2 separate regions of the Sus scrofa genome follow, and region 1 is linked to region 2. A link is a contact called in public Hi-C data. All regions are on one chromosome and are shown on one strand. The core of a region is the stretch at or near the end of the contact, and the rest is flanking DNA. Distances in the headings are between cores, read along the strand shown. Region 1 has its middle 20 kb from the start of UBE2K. Region 2 holds the start of UGDH (UDP-glucose 6-dehydrogenase).

What was found. A called contact is a pair of places that touch in the nucleus more often than the background predicts.
Region 1: a Hi-C map of subcutaneous adipose tissue shows a contact between it and region 2, with 2.2 times the contacts expected there. The contact joins the enhancer-like site here to the promoter of UGDH in region 2. A contact is called at or near these places in 2 of 5 promoter capture datasets (fetal liver and liver), 3 of 47 Hi-C or Micro-C datasets (fibroblasts, liver and subcutaneous adipose tissue) and 1 of 2 datasets of contacts at active chromatin or transcription factors (skeletal muscle).

Annotation. Positions count from the first base shown.
Region 1 is chr8:30,864,597-30,870,476 of Sscrofa11.1, reverse strand. No RefSeq gene overlaps it. Among named protein-coding and RNA genes, the nearest start is that of UBE2K, 20 kb to the left of the region's middle. Within about 2 kb of position 2,861, at least 4 of the 83 cell types and tissues checked have an H3K27ac peak or open chromatin away from gene starts, as enhancers often do. A contact at or near this core is called in fetal liver, liver and subcutaneous adipose tissue, where this site is marked.
Region 2 is chr8:30,757,538-30,762,976 of Sscrofa11.1, reverse strand. It overlaps UGDH (UDP-glucose 6-dehydrogenase), which reads left to right and starts at 3,618. Exons shown (of 12, transcript XM_003356899.5): 1 at 3,618-3,949. It overlaps LOC110262078 (a long non-coding RNA gene), which reads left to right and starts at 3,332. Exons shown (of 1, transcript XR_002346605.1): 1 at 3,332-3,844.

The DNA of each region.
Region 1 (5,880 bases), core at 1,612-4,111, 110 kb before region 2:
ACAAAAAGGAAAGAGAAAAAAAAAAAAAATTATACAAGTTCCCCAGTGATTCTGTTGGTTAAGGATCCTGCTGTCACTGCTGTGGCTCAGTTTGCTGCAATGGCAGTTTTTTTTTTTTTTTTTTTTTTTTTTTAATTTTCCCACTGTACAGCAAGGGGGTCAGGTTATCCTTAGATGTATACATTGCAATTACAGTTTTTTCCCCCACCCTTTCTTCTGCTGCAACATGAGTATCTAGACATAGTTCTCAATGCTATTCAGCAGGATCTCCTTGTAAATCTATTCTAGGTTGTGTCTGATAAGCCCAAGCTCCCGATCCCTCCCACTCCCTCCCCCTCCCATCAGGCAACCACAAGTCTCTTCTCCAAGTCCATGATTTTCTTTTCTGAGGAGATGTTCATTTGTGCTGGATATTAGATTCCAGTTATAAGTGATATCATATGGTATTTGTCTTTGTCTTTCTGGCTCATTTCACTCAGGATGAGATTCTCTAGTTCCATCCATGTTGCTGCAAAGGGCATTATGTCATCCTTTTTTATGGCTGAGTAGTATTCCATTGTGTATATATACCACCTCTTCCGAATCGAATCATCTGTCGATGGCCATTTGGATTGTTTCCATGTCCTGGCTATTGTGAATAGTGCTGCAATGAACATGCGGGTGCATGTGTCTCTTTTAAGTAGAGCTTTGTCCGGATAGATGCCCAAGAGTGGGATTGCAGGGTCATATGGAAGTTCTATGTATAGATTTCTAAGGTATCTCCAAACTGTTCTCCATAGTGGCTGTACCAGTTGACATTCCCACCAGCAGTGCAGGAGGGTTCCCTTTTCTCCACAGCCCCTCCAGCACTTATTATTTGTGGATTTATTAATGATGGCCGTTCTGACTGGTGTGAGGTGGTATCTCATGGTAGTTTTGATTTGCATTTCTCTTATAATCAGCGATATTGAGCATTTTTTCATGTGTTTGTTGGTTATCTGTATATCTTCTTTGGAGAAATGTCTATTCAGGTCTTTTGCCCATTTTTCCATTGATTGATTAGGGCTTTTTTGCTGTTGAGTTGTATGAGTTGCTTATATATTCTAGTGATTAAGTCCTTATCAGTTGCATCATTTGAAACTATTTTCTCCCATTCTGTAAGTTGTCTTTTTGTTTTCTTTTTGGTTTCCTTTGCTGTGCAAAAGCTTGCAATGGCAGTTTTGATCCCTGGCCTGTAAATTTTGAATATCGAGGCCAGGAAAAAAAAAAAAAAAAAAAAAAAAAAAAAAAAAAAAAAGAATACATTGGCCTCTCTGAGAGCACTGCTCTTCTCCAAAAGAACATGGCTAATTCTAGGAGAAATAGAGATGACTCAGAAGCAGCAGAACCAAAAAGCACATATCTACCAACCCAATCCTAAAGTGTTACTTTGAGGGATAGAAAGTTTGTGCTAAACTTTTTGTAGCATTTCCTACTCATAATGCCCTCAAGCAACCAGCTTTTGCAATTCTTTCTCTATGGCCTTCTTTTTAGTGGGCTTGGCAATATCATGAATCATATTTTTATTATCTGTCTCCTAACTAGTTGGTGACTGATGGCAGCTGGATGGGCTTTAAATGGAATACAATTTTCTAATTCTTTCATATGTTTGGTCTAAGTGCTATCATCATCTCAACATTAAATAAATGTTTTATGATTCTGGCTTTTAAATCTCTAAAATAGGGATAATAATTCCATTTATGTAATTATTACAAATGGTAGGAAAATTATAAAATTACTTTTACTTTTCAGATGAATTGAAATGGTGCATGTACAAATTGTTATTGCAAACACTAGAAGGCACTATTTCTCTACTGAGGCAGAAAATGACTATACCACAGATTTTTTTTTTTTTCTCCTATCTTAAATTCCTCCTCTTGCCCAATTCCCATTAAAAAACAAAAAAGTGCAGTATGCGAAACTTCAAATTATACATTTCTATGATGTACTAAGCAGGGTAAAGAAAAGGGAAGAGGAGGACTATTGATATAAGGGACAAAACAAAAATAAAAATAAATCCAGTAAAAAGAAGGCAAACAAAAAAGCCTTCAAAAGGTGATAAAGGAGAAGAAAGATAATGAGAAGAAAATGAGGTCAAAGCAAGTTTCTTTTTTTTTCTTTGTGCTCATAGGATTCCTTTATTATCCTTTTTAAAAAAATTTTATTATACTAGATTTACAATGTTCTGTCAATTTCTGCTGTACAGCAAAGTATATACATATGTACACACACACTTTCTTTTTCTCCTATTCCATCATGTTCCATCACACATGGTTGGATATACTTCCCTGTGCTATGCAGCAGGATCTCATTGCTTATCTGCTCCAAATGCAATAGTTTGCATCTACTTGCCCCAAACTCTCAGTCCATCCCATTCCCTCCCCCTCCGCCTTAGAACAAATCTCTTCTCCAAGTCCATGGATTTGTTTCAAAGCAAGTTTCTTTTATCCAGCGTAATATATGGGAGTTATTTTCCATGTCATAGCTCTTTGTCATGTTATACCCAAAAATGTTAATTTATAATTAATCAATGGATCTCTACTAGGTGTGCAATCTTCTCACCCAAGGAATTACTGTGGAAATGCAATTTTTTTTTAAATTTTTTGATAACCTTAACCCACCGATCGAGGCTAGGGATTGAACCGGCGTTCTAATGTATACCAGTCAGGGTTGTTAACCACTGTGCCACGACAGGAACTCTTCTTCTTCACCTTTTAATTCTTGACAGTTAAAGGAATCCAGGAGACAGCACAGAGCTGTCTGGATGCTCAGGATATGATCTAGGTTTAAAGAGGGATCTTGGGAGTTCTCTTGTGGCGCAACAGTTAAGGATCCAGCATTGTCACTTTAGTGGCTTGGCTCACTTCTGTGGTATGGGTTACATTCCTGGCCTGGGGAATTTCTACATGCCTTGGCCTGGCCAAAAAATAGAAAAATAAAGGAGAATCTTGAAGTTGGCTTCTGCTAGTCTTTCTTTCTTTCTTTTTCTTTTCTTTTCTTTTTTTTTTTTTTAATGGCCACACCTGTGGCATATGGAAGTTCCTGGGCCAGGGATTGAATCTGAGCTGCAGGTGCAACCTACATTGCAGGTGGCGGCACCACCAGATCCTTTAACCCCTCCTGTGCCAGGCCAGGGTAGAATGCACACTTTCACAACAACCCGAGCCACTACAGTCGAATTCTTAACTCACTGCTCCACATGTTTGGGAACTCTTCTATTAGTCTATTTTTGAAATCAATGTAGAAAAAGAAACAGGAATTGTAAATTACAGATTTGTCTGAATCAAATATTTTACAAGTAAAGTTCCCTGGTGGCTCAGTGGGTTAAGGATCCAGCATTGTTGCTGCTGTGGCTCTGGTTACTTCTGTATCGTGGGTTGTACCCCTGACCCAGGAGCTTCCGCATGCCATGGACACGGCCAAAAAAATGAAAACCAAAACAAAACAAAATCCAAAAACCTACCACTGAAAACCAGGGCATAATCAATGTAAAGGAGATAAAGTCCATTGGAATGAATCCAGCAGGCCACTGGAAAGGTGATTCCAGAGGACAAAGTGATACAGCTTTGGGAGTCATTGGCATTGACGTTAATTTGAAGACCCACATTTAGGGTGACAGTGTCGAATGAGAAGAACAAAAAAAAACATCGAGAAGCAATTACATTAAAGGATCAGGAGTTCCCATTGTGGCTCAGTGGAAACCAATCTGACTAGTATCCATGAGGACGGAGGTTTGATCCTTGGCCTTGCTCAGTGGGTTAAGGATCCAGTATTTCCACGAGCTGTGGTGTAGGTCACAGGCGATGTTTGGATCTGACGTTGCTGTGCATGTGGCGCAATCATCGGCTACAGCTCTTCAGCCCCCAGCCTGGAAACCTCCACAGGCCATTGGTGCAGCCCTAAAAAAAAAAAAGACCAAAAAAAAATTTTTTTTAATGCTGAGTGATGGGAACCAGAAAAAAAAAGGTGAGGAGTTGTTAGAGAGGCAGCTATTTGCGGAACTAGGGTGGTAAAAGCTTCTCTGTAGCCATAGGAGAAGCAAAGGAGTTTATTTTTCTTTCTTTTTTTTTCTTTTTATGGCTAAGGGTCAAGTTAGAACTACGGGTAAGGCCTACGCCACAGCCAGGGCAACACCAGATCCGAGCCATATCTATGACCCACGCTGGAGCTTGCAGCAACGCCAGATCCTTAACCCACTGGGTGAGGCCAGGGATTGAAGCCACGTACTCAGAGAAAATGCTGGATCTTTAACCCACTGAGCCACAACGGGAACTCCTCATTTGCTTTTTCTTACCTCTCCAGCTCAGAAGTTCTTCATAGGCACATCCCCTGTCATTTACTTCTTTTTTTCTCTCTCAGTGTCCAACAAAGTCTCTTATATATGGAAAATGCTCAGTAATTATCAGTTGATTTTTTTTTTTTTTTTTTTTGGCTGCACCTTCAGCATAAAGTTCCCAAGTCAGGGACTGAACCTGTACCACAGCAGTAACCAGAGCTATAGCACTAGCAATGCTGGATCCTTAGCCTGCTGAGATACCAGGGAACTCCTTGATCTTAAAGTCAAACATTGGTGTAATATTTTTAAAAAATTTTTAAACCAAGAGTTATTTGTGTGATAGTAAAACCACTGGAAGCGTATTTACTAAAAATATAACAAAATTGGTTAAAATGTTAAATTTGCATTTAAAATAATTCTAGGAGTTCCTGTCATGGCTCAGCAGAAACGAATTTGACTAGCATCCATGAGGATGCAGGTTCGATCCCTGGCCTCACTCAGTGGGTTAAGGATCCGGCATTGCCATGAGCTGTGGTGTAGGTTGCAGACACGGCTAGGATCCTGAGTTGCTGTGGCTGTGGTGTAGGCCAGCAGCTACAGCTCTGATTCAGCCCCTATCCTGGGAATCTCCATATGCTGTGGGGGCGGCCCTAAATATCAAAAAAATAAAAATAAAAAATATAAAAAATAAAAAATTCTGCCTTATATAATGTCAATTTACTCGTTCTTTTGTTACTTTTTCTCTTCTCAGAATAGGAGTTTAAATGTGTATATTTTGCGTATAAGGAAGATAAGAACAAAGAACTACCTCTTTATCAGACAGCTCAGCCTCTATTTTAAATTCTTTTATTTTGCATTATCTAATTGTATCATGCAATGCCTTCTCAAAATTTGTGCAGGCAGAGATTGTTTTGCTTTATTGAAGGGAGTGGACATCTGATAAAATCCCAAGCACACTAGGAAGCATAAGGTAAAGACTTTCTGATTTATTGATTCTTTAAGATTCTAGCATCAGGTTAACACAAGCAGTTTAATGGACTGGATGATGTAACAGTCACTGTTACATCACTGTTACTGTTGATGTTACTGGTTAAATGTAACACTGGGTGACGATGCCAACCATGACAACAATGATGATGATGATGGAGAAACTTACAAAAGTGGAAATTTAATTGGTGCTGTGATTCATGTAAAGTATGCACAACTTACAGGGAAAAAAGAGAATAAATTCTCGATTATGAATTCTTCATTTGAAATAATCACTTTTGGGTGATTAAAATCTAGTAAGCTGCTTTATTTTCAGAAAGTCTTTCTCCATTGTTGCCCATAGCCGCTCTGCACAGGTCATGAAATAATAGCCTATAGGTATGAGAGTTTTAGAAAACAGAGATTAAAAGCCCTGGCTCTGAAGTCAAAAAGTTGGAGTGACATTATATTTCTTAGGTTGGAGTGACATTATATTTCTTAGTTTTCTCATCTATAAGAAGGTGATGTTATCTATTGCATTATTATGAGAATTACGCATACCATGAGAACTGGCCCATCAAAAATGCTCAGCTATTGCTGGCTAGTGACTATTAGGTTTT
Region 2 (5,439 bases), core at 2,369-4,868:
CGTGGCTACTGCCCTGGACATGCTGCTTCTAATTCTTGATGACTGTAATGAGCTCTGAATTGTTCTCCATCCATTTACCCTTTTTATCCCTCTAACCATCCTCTTTGTTCTTCCTATTTAATGCCTATATTCCATTAGGAGCTCAGTTACCAACACTTGAGGACGCATCCCTGACCTGTACTATGTTAGGTACTTGTATTCCCACAAGCCTATGCATCTCTCCTTAATAAAGTTGTAATTTTACATGTATCTGTGTGGTGTTTGATGTTTACCCATAGACAATAAAACTGAAGAAGGCAGGGAATGTATCATTCTTTTTTTTTTTTCTTTCTTTCTTTTTAGGGCCACACCCATGGCATATGGAGGTTCCCAGGCTAGGGGTCAAATCAGAGCTACAGCTGCCCGCCTACGCCACAGCCACAGCAATGCCGGATCCCGAACCCACTGAGCGAGGCCAGGGATCAAATCCGAAACCTCATGGTTCCTAGTCAGATTCATTTCCTCTCTGTCACAACAGGAACTCCTGGAATGTATCATTCTTTACTCACAATTATACTCCTAGTTACTACCACAGTCTTATCACATAGTAAACACTTGGAGGAAATTCTTAATGAATAACTGAATCAGTAGTTTCCAAATTTTAGGAGGAACCCATTTATAAATTGAAATCCTACATGACATGTTCATATATAACAGCAGATAAAAGTAGAGCCACTTTGATGTGGAGGAGAAGGAAGTAAGAAACACAAAGCCCAGTGTGTTTTAATCTCCCACTCCTTCTCTTTCTCAGACTCTGACACACCACTAGGGAAATTTAAAGCTCCATGAAACATAATCTGAAATAACTGGCATACATCAAGCAGTTCCCAAACTTTTTGTTCTCAGAATCCCTTTACACTTGGAGGTCTTTTCAGGGCTCAGCGGTTAATGACTAGGATCTATGAGGATGCAGGTTCGATCCCTGGCCTAGCTCAGTGGGTTAAGGATCCGGCCTTGCCACGAGCTGTGGTGTAGGTCGCAGACGTGGCTCGGATCTGGCGTTGCTGTGGCTGTGGTGTAGGCCGGTGGCTACAGCTCCGATTAGACCCCTAGCCAGGGAACCTCCATATGCCACGGGTGCAGCCCTGAAGAGACAAAAGACAGAAAAAAAAAAGAAAAAGAAAAAGAATACACTAATTCCTTAAAAATAACTATAATAAATCATTACATGTTAATATAAATAGCATATTTTATGAAAAATTACTTCTAAGCCGAAAATTAGCAAGAGGATTGGCATTGCTTTACATTTTTGTAAATCTATGGTATCTGCATTGACCTGTTGTAACATTACATGTCATACAGCCTTTGGAGAATTCCATTGTATGCTTGTGAGAATGAGTGAAAATAGTGACATACTAGTATTATCATAAAAATGTTTTAACCTTCTGGATCCCCCCGAAAGGATCTCAGAGACTGTCAGCACATTTTGAGAAAAGTTGTCCTATATCCAAAGGTCCATTCTAGATAATATTGATATTCTGATTTAATGTCTGAGATCCTGTTGACTGTTTTGAAGATTATGATTATTATCAAAATACAAAGAATATGAGGCAAACACTAGGTAGAAAAATGTCAATTCCAAGATAAAGGGAAGAGGGACAACATTGTAAATGAACGGTTTCAATAAAATTTTTAAAAATGAAAAAAGATAAAGGGAAGAATAATAGAAAAGTAGCTTTTATTAGAAAGTCAATTATAATAGGAAACTTAAACCTATGCATATACCAAGTCCAAAAAGATACATCTGTTATAGCATTTGCCACATGAACTGCAATCACTTGTTCATTTTTCCCTCCCACTAGCCCATAAGCTTTGTCTTTTATTATTATTATTTTTTTTTTATTAAGGGCCGAACCCGAGGCATATGGAGGTTCCCAGGGTAGGGGTCAAATCAGAGCTGTAGCTGCTGGCCTACGCTGTGCTCCTGGCAATGCCGGGATCCTTAACCCACTGAGCGAGGCCAGGGATTGAACCTGAATCCTCATGGATGGTAGAAAGGTACATTTCCACTGAGCCACGGCGGGAACTCCCTAGCCTGTCAGCTTTGGAAAAAGGAATCGGTTTTTCATCTTTGGTCTCTAGGGTACTGTTTAACACAATAGGCACTAAATACTTATTGGATGAATTAATTTAACTGCATAGAATGTACAATGCCTACATATCTCATCACATTTTCTACAATCCACAACAAACTCTGCTCAATCAACATTCCAAATAGGGTATTTTAATACTCCTTTATATACTGATAACCACTTTCCTCATGACATTTTTCAAAATGGTATTTGACTTTGACTGTATATCACTTGATGTAATTTTTTTTTTTTGCCCCTGCCCGGGGCCTGTGGAAGTTCCAGGGCCAGGAATGGAACCTGGGTCACAGCAGCGACCCCAGCTGCTGCAGTGATAACGCTGCTGATTCCTTAAACCACTGTACCACAGGGAACTCTGATATAATTTCTAATTTAATGAGAGGGGGAAAAAGTCATGATTTTTAAAATTTATTTATTCTTATAATGATTTTTATTTTTTCTATTATAGTTGGTTTACAGTGTTCTGCCTTTTTTTACATTTGAGGTTTAAAATGACCTTGGAGTGGGGAAACAGGAACAGAACTGTTTTCATTAAAAGTGGGAGGCTCCATCAAGAGTTCTTTTATGGAACAGTGGGGTTAAGTACCAAGAGTTATCACTGCAGCAGCTTGGGCCACTGCTGTGGCGCAGCTTCCATCCTTGGCCAGGGAACTTACACATGCCCCAGCCGCCGCCCCATCTCCCCCCCAAAAGTGGGAGGCTCCATGCGTCAATTTTACTCTTCCTCATACGCGACATTTCTATCTTCCATGCTCTCCGCTATATATCATGCACAGACAGCTCAAATCCCGAATTGGCAGGAGTATCTGGAAAAATGTGCCTGGAGGGCGTGGCTGCCCCGCTTGTCTACCCAAGGATCAGGGCGAGGGTACGAACTGGTCCAGTCATGATCGGATTCAGCATCATCCTTCAGACATGAGGCGCCTCCTTCCCAGAAGGGGCGAGGAGGCCGTAATCTGACGAAACCCTGGGCTGCGAGCCTGGAGGGTGCGGCGGGCCTGGAGGGTGCGGCAGACCCACGAGCCTGTAAAGCGTGGAGATGGAGTAAGCCGCTGGATACGTCTGACCCGCAGGGTCTAGGGGCCCGAAAGACCAGGCCGGCCCGCTAGGCTGATGGGGAGACCGGAAAGGGGGCTGGTCCTTCCGGTCCCCTTGGGCCGCAGCCCGCCCAATACCCCCCCCAGCTCCAGAATATGGCTGACCTGGCGCGCACGCGGCACCATCTCAGTCCCGACAGTGAGCCAGGACAGGCACAATGGGAGAGAAGCGGGGGCCGGAGGGCAAGAGCTGGCCTCAGACTACCCGGGAACTAGAACCTGAGCTAGACTCTCCCGAGGCCGTAGCCCTGGAGCGCCGACCCGCCGCACACGCAGCTCCTCCCAGCGCCGCTCCCGGCAGGGGCGGCGCCGCTGAGTTGGTCCGAGGGGATTTGCCCAGGCTCGGCTGGGGGCGGGGAATGCCCCCCTCCCAGCCCCTACTAGCCACGCCCCGTCCCCCGCCCCTGGGCCCCGCAGGAAATAGGGGTGGGTCCCGGGCCTAACGTGGCGGTAGGGGGAGTAAGGATGCGGCGGAGGGCAGAGTCCGGGAGGGCCTGGCTGCCGGGGAATGAAGCCTCCGCCTTCTCCGGTGGAAGCCTTTAAATACGGGCTCCGGCTGGGCACTCGGGGTGAGGCGTCTGGCAGCCTGAGAGGGGTGTGCGGTGAACAGGGATCAGACCGAGCAGGGCGCGAGTGCTGCAGCTGCGGCTGCGCGGCCCAGAGCGAGGAGCTGTCCGAGCGGTCAAGATAGGAGCGGTCGCCGTGCTTGGTGCTTGGAAGTGGGTAAGCGCCTTTCCCGGGCTGGCCCCACCGCCCGGTGGGGATGTCCCCGGGTCGGGGAGGGGTGTGGAAGGAGCCGGCAGGGTGTGCGTGCTGTTTCCAGTCCCGAGCGTCCAGTGTCACGACCCTCGTCTCTTCTTTTGGGTTCTGGGCGGGAATCGTCTTTTGGATCTGCTGCTCTGGAGGAGGGATATCTTGGGCTTTTTATTTAAGACTCTTGAGTCTTCCAACCGCCTCTTTTTCTGCTTTCTCCTACTTTCCGACGTAAAATAAATGAGATTTCCCTGGCGCCTCTGAAAGCCAAACATCCGCCAAAAAAAAAAGCGGTCCTCTGGTTAGGGACCCCATTTTGGTCTCAGAATCCTAGTCTTTTGTTTGTGTCTATAGTCTGCTCACAGGTTAGGATGCTGCTTTCCTCATGTCACCGGCTGCCCTTCTTAAGAGAGTAAAGAGAAAAAGAACCAGAGTCCTTTCGAGGACGAAATCCTAAGACATTCATATGGGCTGCCCTGGGATCTATTGTTGGCCGCCACACCGTGTAATGGCTTTGTTTCATGTTAGGGAAGGCCTTTCTTGGGATATCAGGTTTGTGTGGGACCTTGAAAAACTGTGTACCTCTTTATATATAGGAAAATAACTGAGTAAGGTCAAGAATTCTGGTATGTAGAAAAGAGGGATTCACTAGTAGTGAACTTTTCAGAGATATACAGAGGAGTAGCTGTTCATTGACTGCTCTCAAAGACACAGTGACTCTTTGAGATTCTTCAAATCCCCTAAGAAATGGGCAACAGTAGTCTGGTCTGTTCCTTGGGAGGTGCAGGGGGCAGTTCTGGAAATGAAAGAGCTTACTGTCTGCTCTGAGATGTGTTTGTCAGTGCCTAGCATCTAGTAAGGTAAGTGGTCGAGAACCCTGATTGAAAGGATGTCTTCATGGAGTTCCCGTCGTGGCGCAGTGGTTAACGAATCCGACTAGGAACCATGAAGTTTCGGGTTCGATCCCTGCCCTTGCTCAGTGGGTTAAAGATCCAGCGTTGCCGTGAGCTGTGGTGTAGGTTGCAGACGCGGCTCAGATCCCGAGTTGCTGTGGCCCTGGTGTAGGCCAGTGGCTACAGCTCCGATTCAACCCCTAGCCTGGGAACCTCCATATGCCATGGGAGTGGCCCAAGAAATAGCAAAAAGACAAAAAAAAAAAAAAAAAAAAAAAGGATGTCTTCTATTGCTGTACTCCTTTCTCTAACATAAAATCTGAAACCAAGAAGCATACTTCATCTTCTCTCTGGCTATATCCACGGCTTTACATGATATTGTTTAGATATAAGGTTAAAAATCTTTCTCACTGATTAAATATTTTTCCCAGGTCAGGCATCTGTTAGTATTTAATTTTTGGAAATGTCTAAGATGATGTGTGAAGTGATGTATCCAGTTATAACATCCACTGCCTTCGCTGCAAGAGTGTACTGAAGAGGGGTGGGGGATGGAGGGATGATTAAGTT